Linked DNA regions of Mus musculus: regions 1, 2 and 3 are each linked to region 4. Evidence: chromatin contacts called from public promoter capture Hi-C data. All regions are on one chromosome and are shown on one strand. The core of a region is the stretch at or near the end of the contact, and the rest is flanking DNA. Distances in the headings are between cores, read along the strand shown.

The links. Promoter capture Hi-C pulls out the DNA fragments that hold promoters and counts their contacts.
Region 1: a promoter capture Hi-C map of pre-B cells shows a contact between it and region 4, with 2.9 times the contacts expected there. The contact joins the promoter of Clk2 here to the promoter of Prcc in region 4. A contact is called at or near these places in 2 of 39 promoter capture datasets (liver and pre-B cells).
Region 2: a promoter capture Hi-C map of erythroid cells shows a contact between it and region 4, with 36 times the contacts expected there. The contact joins the promoter of Flad1 here to the promoter of Prcc in region 4. A contact is called at or near these places in 4 of 39 promoter capture datasets (the C10 cell line, erythroid cells, liver and 1 more) and 1 of 484 Hi-C or Micro-C datasets (CD8 T cells).
Region 3: a contact with region 4 is called in a promoter capture Hi-C map of pre-B cells, with 2.5 times the contacts expected there. The contact joins the promoter of Krtcap2 here to the promoter of Prcc in region 4. A contact is called at or near these places in 2 of 39 promoter capture datasets (liver and pre-B cells) and 1 of 115 datasets of contacts at active chromatin or transcription factors (pancreatic cancer cells).

What each region holds. Positions count from the first base shown.
Region 1 is chr3:89,163,217-89,166,536 of GRCm38.p6, forward strand. It overlaps Clk2 (CDC-like kinase 2), which reads left to right and starts at 1,579. Exons shown (of 13, transcript NM_007712.4): 1 at 1,579-1,890. Gm45927 (predicted gene, 45927) reads left to right here and starts at 1,579. Exons shown (of 19, transcript NM_001310017.1): 1 at 1,579-1,890.
Region 2 is chr3:89,410,576-89,413,595 of GRCm38.p6, forward strand. It overlaps Flad1 (flavin adenine dinucleotide synthetase 1), which reads right to left and starts at 1,306. Exons shown (of 8, transcript NM_177041.4): 1 at 1,209-1,306; 2 at 583-805. The coding sequence starts at 669.
Region 3 is chr3:89,244,717-89,247,788 of GRCm38.p6, forward strand. It overlaps Krtcap2 (keratinocyte associated protein 2), which reads left to right and starts at 1,722. Exons shown (of 5, transcript NM_025327.3): 1 at 1,722-1,799; 2 at 2,062-2,216; 3 at 2,349-2,412. The coding sequence starts at 1,796. It overlaps Trim46 (tripartite motif-containing 46), which reads right to left and starts at 1,181. Exons shown (of 10, transcript NM_183037.2): 1 at 999-1,181. The coding sequence starts at 1,061.
Region 4 is chr3:87,884,035-87,887,064 of GRCm38.p6, forward strand. Prcc (papillary renal cell carcinoma (translocation-associated)) reads right to left here and starts at 1,528. Exons shown (of 7, transcript NM_033573.2): 1 at 841-1,528. The coding sequence starts at 1,308.

The sequences.
Region 1 (3,320 bases), core at 329-2,828, 1.3 Mb after region 4:
TATTTATTTGTATTTTCTTATGTGCATTGAATATTTTGGCTTGCATGTATGTCTGTACACTACATGCATGAAATGCCTGAGGATACTAGAAGAATGTTGAATGGCCTGAAACTGGAGTCACAGGGCACATGAGTCACCATGTGGGGGTTGGTTGGGAACTAATACAGGTCCTTTGGAGGAGCAACCAGTGCTCATAACTGCTAACTTATCTCTCCAGCCCCTCAACAACAACAACAAGAACAAAAAACAAAACAAAAGATAAAACAAAACCAAACCTTTGTTTTTGAGACAGGTTATCAGTGTACTCAGGCTGGCTTTAAATTCATTATATAGCAAAAATAACCTTGATTTCCCAGCAGTGGTGGCGCACGCCTTTAATCCCAGCACTTGGGAGGCAGAGGCAGGTGGATTTCTGAGTTCAAGGCCAGCCTGGTCTATAGAGTGAGTTCCAGGACAACCAGAGCTACACAGAGAAACCCTGTCTCAAAAAACTGAAGTAAAAAAAAAAAAAAAAAAAAAAAAAAAAAAAGGAAGGAAGGAAGAAATAACCTGGATCCTCCTGCCTTCACCTCCTATGTCCTGGGATTGGTTACGTGTATAGGTTGTATGTATGGCTCTCTTGCCAGGGCATTCTGGGCAAAAGGCAAGTACTCCACCAACTAAGCCACATCCTGAGCTGGTTTGATTTTGAAACAGTCTCACACTGCAGCCCATGCGGGCCTTGAGCTCCTCCAAATAATCCTGCCTCAGTCGTCTAAGAGCTGAGATTATGAGCATGAACCACCATGTTTAGCTGCTGCTTCTTCCTTTTCGTTTTCTTCTTCTTCTCCTTCTTCTTTTGTACTATTTAGTAAACTGAAGCTGGAGAGATAGATGGTTCCGTGGTTAAGAGTGCAATCTTCTGGCAGATCCAGCATCCACAATGGTAAGCCCTCAATTGCCTGTAACTTCAGCTCCAGAGGATCTGACTGGCCCCTTCTTCAGGCCTCATGAAAACCTGAACTGAAATGCACATACCCTTCTACAGAAACAAAAATAATTTAAGGTAAATCTAAAAAGAAAGGAAGATGATTCGGTAAATTTATACTTAATACAGATTAGTTAAAACACAACGGCGTCCGATTCTCCTTCCTCTATGTCTGTGCACCTGCCCCAAACATGAAATACTTTTGTGCAGAACAAAGAGGGAACCTTTCTTTGCTGGCGTTCGGAAGCAGGAGGGTATATATTTTCAAGTTTTGTTTGAAGAACCAGACTTCACAAAACCTCACTGGAGTCGTTTGCTCAATAGCGATACAATGTAAATAACTAACAATCCTTTAAAACAGCCAATATTAAATAAGCCACAAATTGTCTTCTGGTGAAGAGCAAGAGGAAGGTGTCATGGGAAAGGATAAAAAGACCTAGAGACTCAACAAACACGTGACAAGCTCCGAGCGCCTCGAGACCCGAACCAAGAGGCGCACCCACCGCTTCTCTAACTCTGGAAGGCGCAGGGGAAGCGGCTCACTGGCCCGAAGGGCCCGGTGTCGGGGGGCGGAGCCCATCAGAGGCTGGGAAGTGACGCAGGACGTGCGTGCGTCTGTGCGTGCGTGCTCGCTCACGGCGGCGGCGGCGGCGGAGCGGAGAGGCCAGAGCCGGAGACCGAGCTGGGATCGGGCCCCGGGCGGGGGCGGTGCGAGAGGCGCCGAGCGGATCCTGGGGGCGGGGACGGAGCCCGGGCGGGCGGGACTGGAGCAGAGCCCGGGAACGGGGCGGGAGGTCCCAGGGCCCCGGGTTGGGGGGTGGAACCGCACTTCGTCGCCGCGGGGGTGCCGGGACTCCGGCCGCAGTGCCGCCGCCATCACGGACTTCCTGTGGGACAAGCGCACGGGCCTCGCCGCCAGAACGGTGAGCGCGCGGGCTGGCGGACCTTGGGGCCGCGGAAAGATGGCTACCGCCAGACGGACGGCAACGGGATATGGAGAAATTAGGAGTGTCGGGCTCTCGAAGCAGCAGAGTAGCGAGATGAGAGGGAGGGAGGTCGACGTGTTTCGGTGTAGCAGCAAGACCTATAGTAAACTTGGAAAAGCCTTAGAAGTGATGAGGTAGACACCGGAGCGGTCCCAGTCGTGCAAAAGTTGGACCAAGGGTTTAATACGATCCGAAAAGTGTTAAGATGGCAGTGTAGAGGAAGAGTTTGAGGCTAGGAAATTATTCTAGCTTCTCTGAGTAAGCAAGGAAGAAACAGGGTTTAGAAGTTAAGAAAGTTAGGCTAGATATGCTTTTCTAGGAAAGAACGCAGTGGCTTTGTTGGTTGGTGTCCAAAGTGAGATTGCATTTATGTTAAGTTAATCAAGATAGGGTTACCTGGGAAAGCCTCGTGCTTGCATCTTCTTGGTTTCCTGTCAGCCACTTTAGGCCAGTGTACCATAGGCTCACTTTCCTTAAGAAGGTTGTGAGGAAGCGGCCGAGAATGGTGACCAGATGTTGGAGTCAAACCTACAGACCTCATGTCCTGGGCCAAGACTGCCCCCGAGGCTCATCGTATTGCTGGATATGACAGTGATTTTGCTCTGATTTTCCCCTTTGACCAAAACAGGACTCATGAACCCTAACTAGTCCAGTTTCATTTAATGGAGGCCCAGCTGCCGGCCAAGTATTACTGATACTAATTAAGAAGTACTTAGTAGGCTAGGGATATAGTTCAGTTGATATGGTGGGGGTCACTTAGCTTGCATGAAGCCCTGGGTTGATCTCCAGCCTTTGTAAGCCCCAGCCATCTGTAATTTTTGCACTTGGAACTGAACTAATATCAGAAAATATTCGTGGCCATCCTAGGCTACATATCAAAATCGACACCAGCTTAGGATATGTCAAGTGTGGTTTTGCAAGTCGTTCATACCAGCACTCAGGAGGCAGACACTAACAAGATCTCTGAGTTCAAATTCTGCCAGATATGCTTAGTAAGTTTAGCCCAGCCAGGGTTACATAATAGAACCTTGTCTCAATAAAGGAAAGAGAGAAAGAAAAGGACTGGGGCAGCGGAACACCCTTTGAATCTCAGTGTTTGGAAGGCATAGGCAGGTGGATCTCTGTGAGTTCCAGGCCAGCCTGGTCTACAAAATCAATTTCCAAACAGCCAGGGCGACATAGAGAAACCCTGCCTCAAACCCAAAAGAAAAGGAAAAGTGCAGTTATTTCCTGCTTAATAAATCCAGTGGTGCTGGGGACATACAGATGGACACACTTCCCTTGTGCTGTTTTACAACTGTGTGAAAAATTTGGCCAGGCATGTGAGAGACATTTGTGGGACCACATCCTGATCTCTGGAACTTGTT
Region 2 (3,020 bases), core at 56-2,555, 1.5 Mb after region 4:
GCATGTATCACTTTGTTCCTAGGACTTTGTAGGCTTGTGATCTGGGGTAAGTTTCCTAACCTCCTTGAGGCTGTTTCATAATTTATAGAGATCTGTAATAAAAACCCCAATTTCATGGAATTTTTGAAGTTTGTAAGGCCACATGTGATATAGTTAAGTGCAGACCAGCCTCTGGTAGACACTAAAAAAGATCAGGGTAACTATTACTGTTGCCAACCCATGCTTGCCACATCCTCTAACAGCACCCTGGCCGTCCAGAATAGAGTCCTTTCTTCTCTTACCTTCCTTCTAGCTCGCCTATCCAGCCTGCTGAGCTTCCTCTACTTGCTGTGCCACCTGTCACTTGTTATGTGGCTACTCTGCCCCCAGTCATACTTCGTAGCAAGTTGTAGGAAAGTTACTACCCATCTTTCAACAGAAACACTCAACCGAAGGGTCACTTTTCCTCCAATGTGTTAGGACTCACTCCAGGGCCGGACTTTGGCAAGAAAGGGGATTCCTACTCCGGTTTCCCTCCTTTCACCGTAAAGAGTCCACGACAATAGAATGCCACACTCTTCCCCTCTTCCGTTCCAGACACACCTTAAGGATCTCATCTCCAACAATGATGATGCCTGCTGTCACGCTGCGCCCTGATCCTGGGGGCAGTTCAGAGGCCCTAGATGCCATGGTCCTGCCCTCTGTGCTCTTTTGCAAGGCTTTCCAGTAGCCACTCAGAACCCCAAATTGGGGCCGTATGTACTGAGAGGCCGCCAGGTCTACAGGATGCAGGAGGCCATACCCTGAGTTCCGGGGTTGAGGGAACCTGGAAGAGCCAGAAAGGACAATGAAGACGTCAGGAGTGTACCTTCTTCCTAGAGGAAGGAAGGCTCAATCTTCTTTAGTCACCCTTACTCCGGCCTCTTTAACATACTCTTAAGCCCCAGGTTCCTAAAAACGTCTCGATTCCTATTCCTTTAAAGTGCCATGTTTTCCCAAGACCTACCACTTTAGATATCTCCGTCTGCCGAGCAGGTTTAAAATTTGCCCTATCTTGGGTATATCTGCACCTTTAAATGTCTCTTCTCTTCGGATCACCTGTCCCTTTAAATGTCTACCTTATTCTGGGCCTTAGGGTCCCTTTAAATGCATTTCTTTCCTCCCTCCGCCAATGACCAGGGCTCAACCTACTTCTGCACCCTTTCTATCCCGAGATCTCTTTTTCTCACCAGGCTTCAGATCACTGATCTCGTATCATCCCACCTCTATTTTGCCCCCTGCACAGGGTCATTCGCTCTTTCCTTTCCGCATGTCCTAGGACAGCTTCCGTACTCAAAGTCCCGCCTTACAATGCTTCATGTTGATTGGTTATTTTGGCTGTCGCTCACTCCTACCAGTGGTTCTATTGGTCTAACCGGCAATCGCTCACGCGCCTCATCGCGGAGCTAGAGGAAATGCTAAGTTGTTATTGGCAACACCATGTAGTCATCACTGTCCGGAAGTAAAAATAGGGGCCTGGCCTTAGCCCATGGAGGGCGGGACTTAAAGTGTTCTGGTACTCGAAGGGAAAATATTGGGAGGTGTTTTAAGGACTGTCGGGTGGGACTGTCGGGTGCTGCTTTGTAGTACTAGAAGAAAATGAAGGTCTGATTCTGTTTCATTCAAATATTAAAAAACAGTTCAGACAGAGCCCCAGTATATAGCCCGGGAAGTAACTTGTTTAAACCGATCAGCCTGGTCTCGAACTGCCTGGGGAGTGGTGGGATTCAAATCATGTGTTACTACACTTCATTGCATCACATTTCTCTTTCTGTCTCTACCCCTCTCTCCTCTTTCGAGATAGGGTTTCTCTGTGTAGCTGGAATTCGCTCTGTAGACCAGGTTTATTAACTCCTCCTGCTTCTGCCTCCCAGGTTCTGGGATTAAAGGCGTGGGCCACCACCGCTTGGCTTTGCCTCTTAAATTTGAGAAGGTGAAGATGGTTTTTCTTTTTTTTTTTTTTTTTCTGAGACAGGGTTTCTCTGTATAGCCCTGGCTGTCCTGGTACTCACTCTGTAGACCAGGCTGGCCTCGAACTCAGAAATCCGCCTGCCTCTGCCTCCCAAATGCTGGGATTAAAGGCGTGGGGAAGGTGAAGATGTTATTAGCATTAACAATGAGGTGTGAGCTGCAGGGTGTGGAACCTTCGTTTGTTTCTAATATAAAGGGAAAAACTACTTAAGCTTCTCTGACTTTAAAATGTAAAAACCCTTTCCTGCCCCACCTGCCTCCAGAACATCACTTCCCAATGATGGGTCCCTGGAGAGAGGGGTACGCAGGAGTACCTTGGACTCACTTTGGGTACTCACAACATTTCATTCCTACTTCAGTGCCCCTCCACCCTTTGCTTTGCTGGGGAAAAATAGCTTAATCATCTGGGTTTTTTTTTTCTTTTTTTTAAAAAAGCTTTTACTATTATTGTATGACTAGGAAGGACAGCAGTGTCCCAGCATGCAAATGGAAGCCAGAGGACAACTTTCTGGAGTCCCTTTTCTTTCACCTTTATGTGGGGCCTAGGATCTATCCCAATTTGGGTGGCGGAGTCTTACTCTTACCTGCTGAACCATCTCGCTATCCCTAGATATTACGATATGTAAATTGTGACCCAGTAGGTTTGGACGGGGTCTGACATCTACATTTCTCCTGGGATTTTCTGTTGTGACTTGGAGGCATGCTAAAACCACAATATCTTTTCAAATAAATATGCTCTCATGACATGTGGCAAACGTGTTGGGAATATGGCTTTGTGTTAGAACACTGGTCTAGCATTGTGAGGATCAGGACTGAAAAAGAATTATATGTTATTGGAGACAGGTTCAGAAAGGGTGCCCACACGATCTTGAAATGCCATAGTGAATGTTAGACCAGCCTTAAGTAGTAAGTCCTGTGGGGTTTCCTTAGTTTAAAAGGTGGGGGGTGTGGATGAATAGGGGAATGAGTGTGACCACAAAGTATTATATACTTTTTTGAAACTCTAAACTGGGAGTGGTGGTACATACCTT
Region 3 (3,072 bases), core at 472-2,971, 1.4 Mb after region 4:
ATCTCTGGATTAATAGCATTTATTTCAAGGGCACCACCCATTCTACAGCTGGGTGTTGTCCCCCGCCCCTTTCTCTAGCAACCCTTAGACGCATGACTGCTCCCCGCGGCCAGGGTGCGCTAGCTCTCTGAACCGGCTGGGCACTGGCCGGCGCCCCAGCACCCATCCTCCATTCTTCAATTCTATTTCTTCCAGTCTCCCCAAATCAACCCATCTCTCTTTGCCTTCTATACTAGAGCTATCAGACCCAGTCTGGTGGAGAAATTCGGCCTGTTTCAACCCTTTGCTCAATCTAGGGTGGGGGAGGAAGGAGCGCCCCGCCTACCTGCCCCCTCCCCACCGGAAGTATCCCTCCCCCTTTTGGTGAGGGGTCTTCTGGCTATTCCCCACCCCCACACCTCACCTTGGTCCCTCTCTTCGCAGCCATCCCGGTCAGGGGCGCAGCTGACACAAAGGAGGGAGGGAGAGGGAGGGAGGGGGAAGGAAGTGGTGGGGGGGAGCAGGGTTGGCACCGCCTCTGGGAGAGACGGGCACGGGTTACCATGGCAACGGGAGGCTGCACGGCAGCTAGCGGGGGGGGGGGTTGGGGGCGGTAGGGGGGGTGGTCGGGAGGGGTCCAAATTGGGAACTGCACCCAGGAGCGGTTTTTTCATCACCCCACCCCACCCCCCGCCACACCTGTCCTCAGTTTCTTGGAAAACATCCAAGCTCACACATGCCCCTTCTCATAGCCCTGGTGCACGCCTGGCAGCTACCCCAAGCCTACCCGCTGGGTCCGGGCAGCTTCTCGCTGCCTACACCCCAGCAAACGGGAGTCTCACCACTCGGCTGTCCCCAGGATCCCTCCACACTTGCGTCTCCGCCCTCCCAGTCATTTCTGTCTTAACTAATCCCTTCTCTATAATCCATATTCTTCCTGGACCCCCACCTGTTCAAGGGTCTGGCTTGCCCCGACCCTTTACATCCCCTCCCTTCCCCTTGACCCCACCTTAACTCACACTGATGCGGACTAGTGCATCCATGATGGAAGTGAAGGTCTGCATATCCTCACCCTCAGCCATGGCCCTACTGTGCCCGCCCGCCCCCGGGTGCCCGATCCTGGCTGCTGCTGCGAACCCGGGGCTTAATGCAGGAGCCGGGTGGGGTGAAGGGAGGGGTGGGGAGGGTGAGATGTCACTGCGCATGCTCCAGGGACTAGCTTCGAACTGCGTCCGTCGAGGTAGGGGGTGGGAAATAGTTCTTCCCACGTGGTTCTCCAAAGGCGGTCTAGGGGGTGGGTAACATGGAGGGTATTTGAGGTAGGAACCATTCCTCCTATTAGAAGCTTGCATCGATTCCTGGTCATACTACTCACATAAAGCACGAAGCTCGTTTCAGAAGAACAACTCCAGGTGGACGGTGCTACATCTTGGGTGGCACATATCTTCGGGAGTTGTTGAGGCAATTATAGTGGGTCAGGGAGGTCTGAGGAAGTTGTACGGGAGATGACATGAATAGCAATGAAGGCACAGGTGACTCTAGGCCATGGGATCATGACTGAAAGATGAGTGCAGCTTGTCCAGAGAGACAGCAGATGCCTTGGCTACAGAAGGCTGGAGACCAAGCAGGGCGGTGGCCTAGAATGCTCTTAGAAGCATTATTTCCTCCTTGCCACAAGAGGGCGCTGCACCCAAGGCGCGTAGAGGAAGAAGTAAAGCAAGTCCACGTTGGCCCCGACGCCTGCGTACAGACAACCGCGCCGGCTTTGGCTCCCCTCTTTCTCCAGGGACACGGATTGGACCACGGACGGGGCGTGATGGGTAACCGCACCGGCGGGATGCCCGGGCTGCTCTAGCGGGAGTGGGCGTTGGGGTGGTCCTCTTTTCTCCGTAGCCTCGGTAAAGCTGACGTGTCCTGGGAACTAGCATTTCCTCCGGACAGGCGGGAACTTGGGTGTGCAGGGCCGGGTGGTTCCTGGAGGTCGCTGTGGGGTGGGGGCTGGGTCACTTGGAAGTGGTTGGTGAGCCAAGCTCCGGAGTGAATCTGCCTGAATCTTAGCCTGACTCTTTTTCTCATTTATAGTAGTCGGTACCGGGACCTCCTTGGCGCTGTCCTCCCTCCTGTCCCTGCTGCTCTTCGCTGGCATGCAGATCTACAGCCGCCAGCTGGCCTCCACCGAGTGGCTCACCATTCAGGGGGGCCTGCTGGGCTCCGGCCTTTTCGTCTTCTCCCTGACTGTATCTTCCTCGCGCTGGAAGGGGAGGCGGGGGTGTATGAACAGAACATGGGCGGGAGTGGGTGGCAAGGGCTTTGCAGTCCCTCTACTTCCTATCTTGTTGCGTGAGTTTCTCCTTAATTACATCACCCAGGCCTTCAATAATCTGGAGAATCTGGTCTTTGGTAAAGGCTTCCAAGCAAAAATCTTCCCTGAGAGTAAGTGAAACTCAATAGTTAACTGGACTCTTTTTTTTTTAAACCTCTCCCAAACATGATGCCGAATTTCCCTGTGCTTAGATGATAAAGGAGAAATACATTTGCTTAACACAATCTTGAAGACAGAAGATGCTTTCAGATTAAGCATTTTATTGGAGCTGGAAGAGAAGCACAAAAAGGGGGGAGGGGAGGGGAGGGGAGGGAGAGGAAAAGAAAGAAAAAGGCCAACCTGGTCTGCTCTCAGGACAGGTTTCAAGTGAACAGTCAAGCCTGGGCTGATGTCTGATAGGCATCCAGGAGAAGGTGTTCTTTGTCCCTGTGAGAGAAGAAAGCAAAACCAAGCCCACTGAGGGATTCTGATGTGGAACTGAGCCCGCACTATTGACTGCTGCTGGAGGAGATTGTGAAGTCTGTGTTCACTGGGATGTTACCAATAGCAGGACCCCTGACAGAAGGAGAATAGAGAATAACCGCTAGAGCTCACTCTCTTTCTCTGCATCCGCTTGTTTCTCTCTTCCTTTCTTCTCCTCCCTTCTGTAGCCCACACTGGCCTTGAACTTCCTGTGTGGCTGTGAATGACTAAACCCTTGACTTGCTGATCTTCCTGCCTCCACTTCCCAGGTCCTGAGATTAGCACTACCTCATGTAGTTTATGAGGTG
Region 4 (3,030 bases), core at 278-2,777:
TAGGTTGTAATCCCAGCTACAGGGGAGACTGAAGCAGAACAATCTAAAATTCAAGTCAGTCTAGACAATCTAGAAAAACCATTCCTCAAAATAAACAATGGAAACAGGGCTGGGTTTTGTAGCTCAGTGGAAGAGCATTTACCTACTATGTGTGAGGGAGGCTACAAGTCCAACTCCCATTGTGTGTGGGGGTGAGGGAGAGGCAATACTCAATTTCTTATACCAGGGATAGTGTAATACACTTTTTAATCCAGCACTTGGACTCTGAGACAAGAGGATCACAAGTTGAAGCCCAAGCTGAGCTACACAGTGATTCAAGAAAAGCCTGGGTTACAATACTAGAACCATGTCAAAATAAGTAAACATTCCATCTCTTCTCTAACTCCACTCATGTCCTTTACCTCCTTCCAGCCTTCTTATTTTAGAGATGGGGCAAAGGATAAGGCTGGTCCTGGATGTTCAACAGGAGCACTTTAGTCCCACCAGCTGTCACTTCAGGCGCCACTTTTAACCTGCCCTCAATATGGGAAGAGAAGCCAACTGAGATAAAGATGCTGAAAGGGAAAGAATTGTCTCCATGCATGCGCCTTAAGCCTGTCAGTACCAAGGATACCACGCATCCCTTTCTGCAAGGAAGTCCCAGGTTCCAGAATGCCTCATGGCCAATACCCTAACTCCCCAAAGCAGGCAAGTTCAGGTGAATTTAACCGCCTTCTAAGAGGATTCCAGCGGCTCGGAGTCAACGGATGCGTTTGTCGAGCTCCATTATGGTTACAAGTCCCTCCTACCCCTAAACTCCAGCCCAATGGGACTTGAGGTGCCCCCCCCCTCCATACTCACATCGCCCTTCTGCAGCTCCGGCGCCGCTATCCTAACCGGTTCGGTTCTCTTCTTTGGCTTGGGAAGGCCCAAGGGGGGTCCGACACCGCCCACAGCTGGGGGCAGACTGAGCCCAGGGCCTTGAGGCGATGGCAGCCCCAGCCCCTCTCCAACTCCCGCAGCTTCAGCAGGGCTCACTCCTGCAGGTGGCGGGAAGCCGCCCAGGCCAAAGGGCAGCGGCGGAGGCGGCTGCAGTCTGGGGTCTCCGGTGGGCGGGGGCAGCAGGAGCGGCGGGGGGAAGGCTGGGGCCAGCATCTGGGGGGGCGGGGGCAGCAAGGCCGGGCCTTTGGGTGCAGGAAGAGAAGCGAACAGGCCTCCTAAAGTGGGCCCTGGCATAGGAGCCGCCACATCCTCTTCCTCCGGCTCCGGCTCCGGCTCCGGCTCATCCGGCTCACTATCGTCGCTGCTGGCATAAGCAACCAGAGACATGGCGCCTCCCGCCTTTGGGACGCCCTTGCTGGCAGACTAGGCCTACTTGAGACCCGGGATGTCCCGGCGGCCTAGTAGGCCCTACCAGCGGGCAAGGCGGGGAACCGAAAAGCGCCTCCTGCTCCGTGCTCTAGAACTATCCCCGGCAGGAACCCATGGCTAGGGTTGATTTCCACCGAGTAAGAATTCCCGCTACACTTAAGCTCCTAGCACCAAGCAACTACACACACCTAATGGCCGCCGAGTCACTCCGCCTACTACTCACCTCACAGACTTAAGAACTACAATTCCCAGAGAAGACTTTAGCAACAACCCCATTCTCTACCTCCGGGAACTCAGTGCAAAGCATGGCGGGAATTGCAGTCTAAAGGTGGCGTAAAGGGTGCGCAGAAAGACTGAGCGAAAGCTTCCTCTGATGCAGTGATTCCTGGGATTCGTAGTTTGTTTGTTTGTTTGTTGTTGTGTGTCCTTTCAAGTCCTATGTTACTACAAGCCCCATGGATCAGCGCGGTAGCACGTAAGCATTTAGAGCATTTCGGTACTTGAAGTTCCTCAGAGCAGCTAAGGATTATGGGAGCTGTGGTACCCTTAGAAACTGCAAGTGTTGTCGGGAAAGTGATGAAGTCTGGGAAAGTAAATAGCTTAAAGGGAAAGTTACCTGTAAATAAAACAGTGATGCTTCCGAGTCGACCTGGGTGTTAGAACAAAGCACCCCAAGAAAAGACAAAGCTCTAGGGTACGTTATAAAATTAAGATTGCGAAGCCAGAAAGAAAACGAGGCCGCAGGCATCTGAGAGCATGGCAAGGGTGGTGTCATGCACCTTGAATCCCAGCACTAGGAAGTCAGACGCGGGCGGAGATCTGTGAGTTCGAGGCCAGCCTAGACTATGAAGTGAGGTCCAGGACAGCCAAGGTGACACAGAAAATCCTGTCTCTGTCTCACAGAAAAAAAAAAAAAAAAAAAAAAAAAAAAAAAAAAAAAAGAGTCAGTGCTCTTAACCAATGAATACACCAGTATACATCTAGTAACAGTACACACCTCCCATGAACGCTATCCCCATGAGTGTGGGGACTTGGGCTCCTTCCTCAGCAACTAGTGAGAAGCACGGGAAACTAGGGCAAGGTATTGGAGAATTGGAGATTAATCACTTTACCTCAGTAAAAGGACAGACTATGGCCCGGTACACTTCCAAGTTCTTAGGGGTTGATCACCTGTGCCCACCCTACAGTGCATGTGTCTTTGGCATTCATTTCTTGGCTGGATGTGCTGTCTTCTCGGCCTTTGCGTATGGCCCTCATATCCACCCACTTTTACTGCAGGCTTTTTCACATACTGCCCGTCTATGATGACGTGCTGTGCAACTGCTCTTCCCTGGCTCCCTGTGATTCTGGATCACTTCTGTCACCCTCTAACTGAGGGCCCTCTACTTGCCATGTCCTTTATACATGAACCCATCTCTCTGTGGGTACCTCCCTGCTCCTAAGAGCAGAAAACCTTTGAGGTCAGCCAACAACGAAAGAGCTGCTAGAGTTTGGCAGGGAGGAGGCTAAAGAACGTGGAAAGGGTGCTTTGAGCGAAGGATGAGGATTGTAAAGACTGTGAAAGGATGTGGCTCTTCCTCACCAGCCTCCTCGCCATGTGTCTGAACATTTGGCTTCATACACAAACTTATACCACCTTCTCTAGACATCTGCTTAAATCTCCCAGAATAACTTGTATAC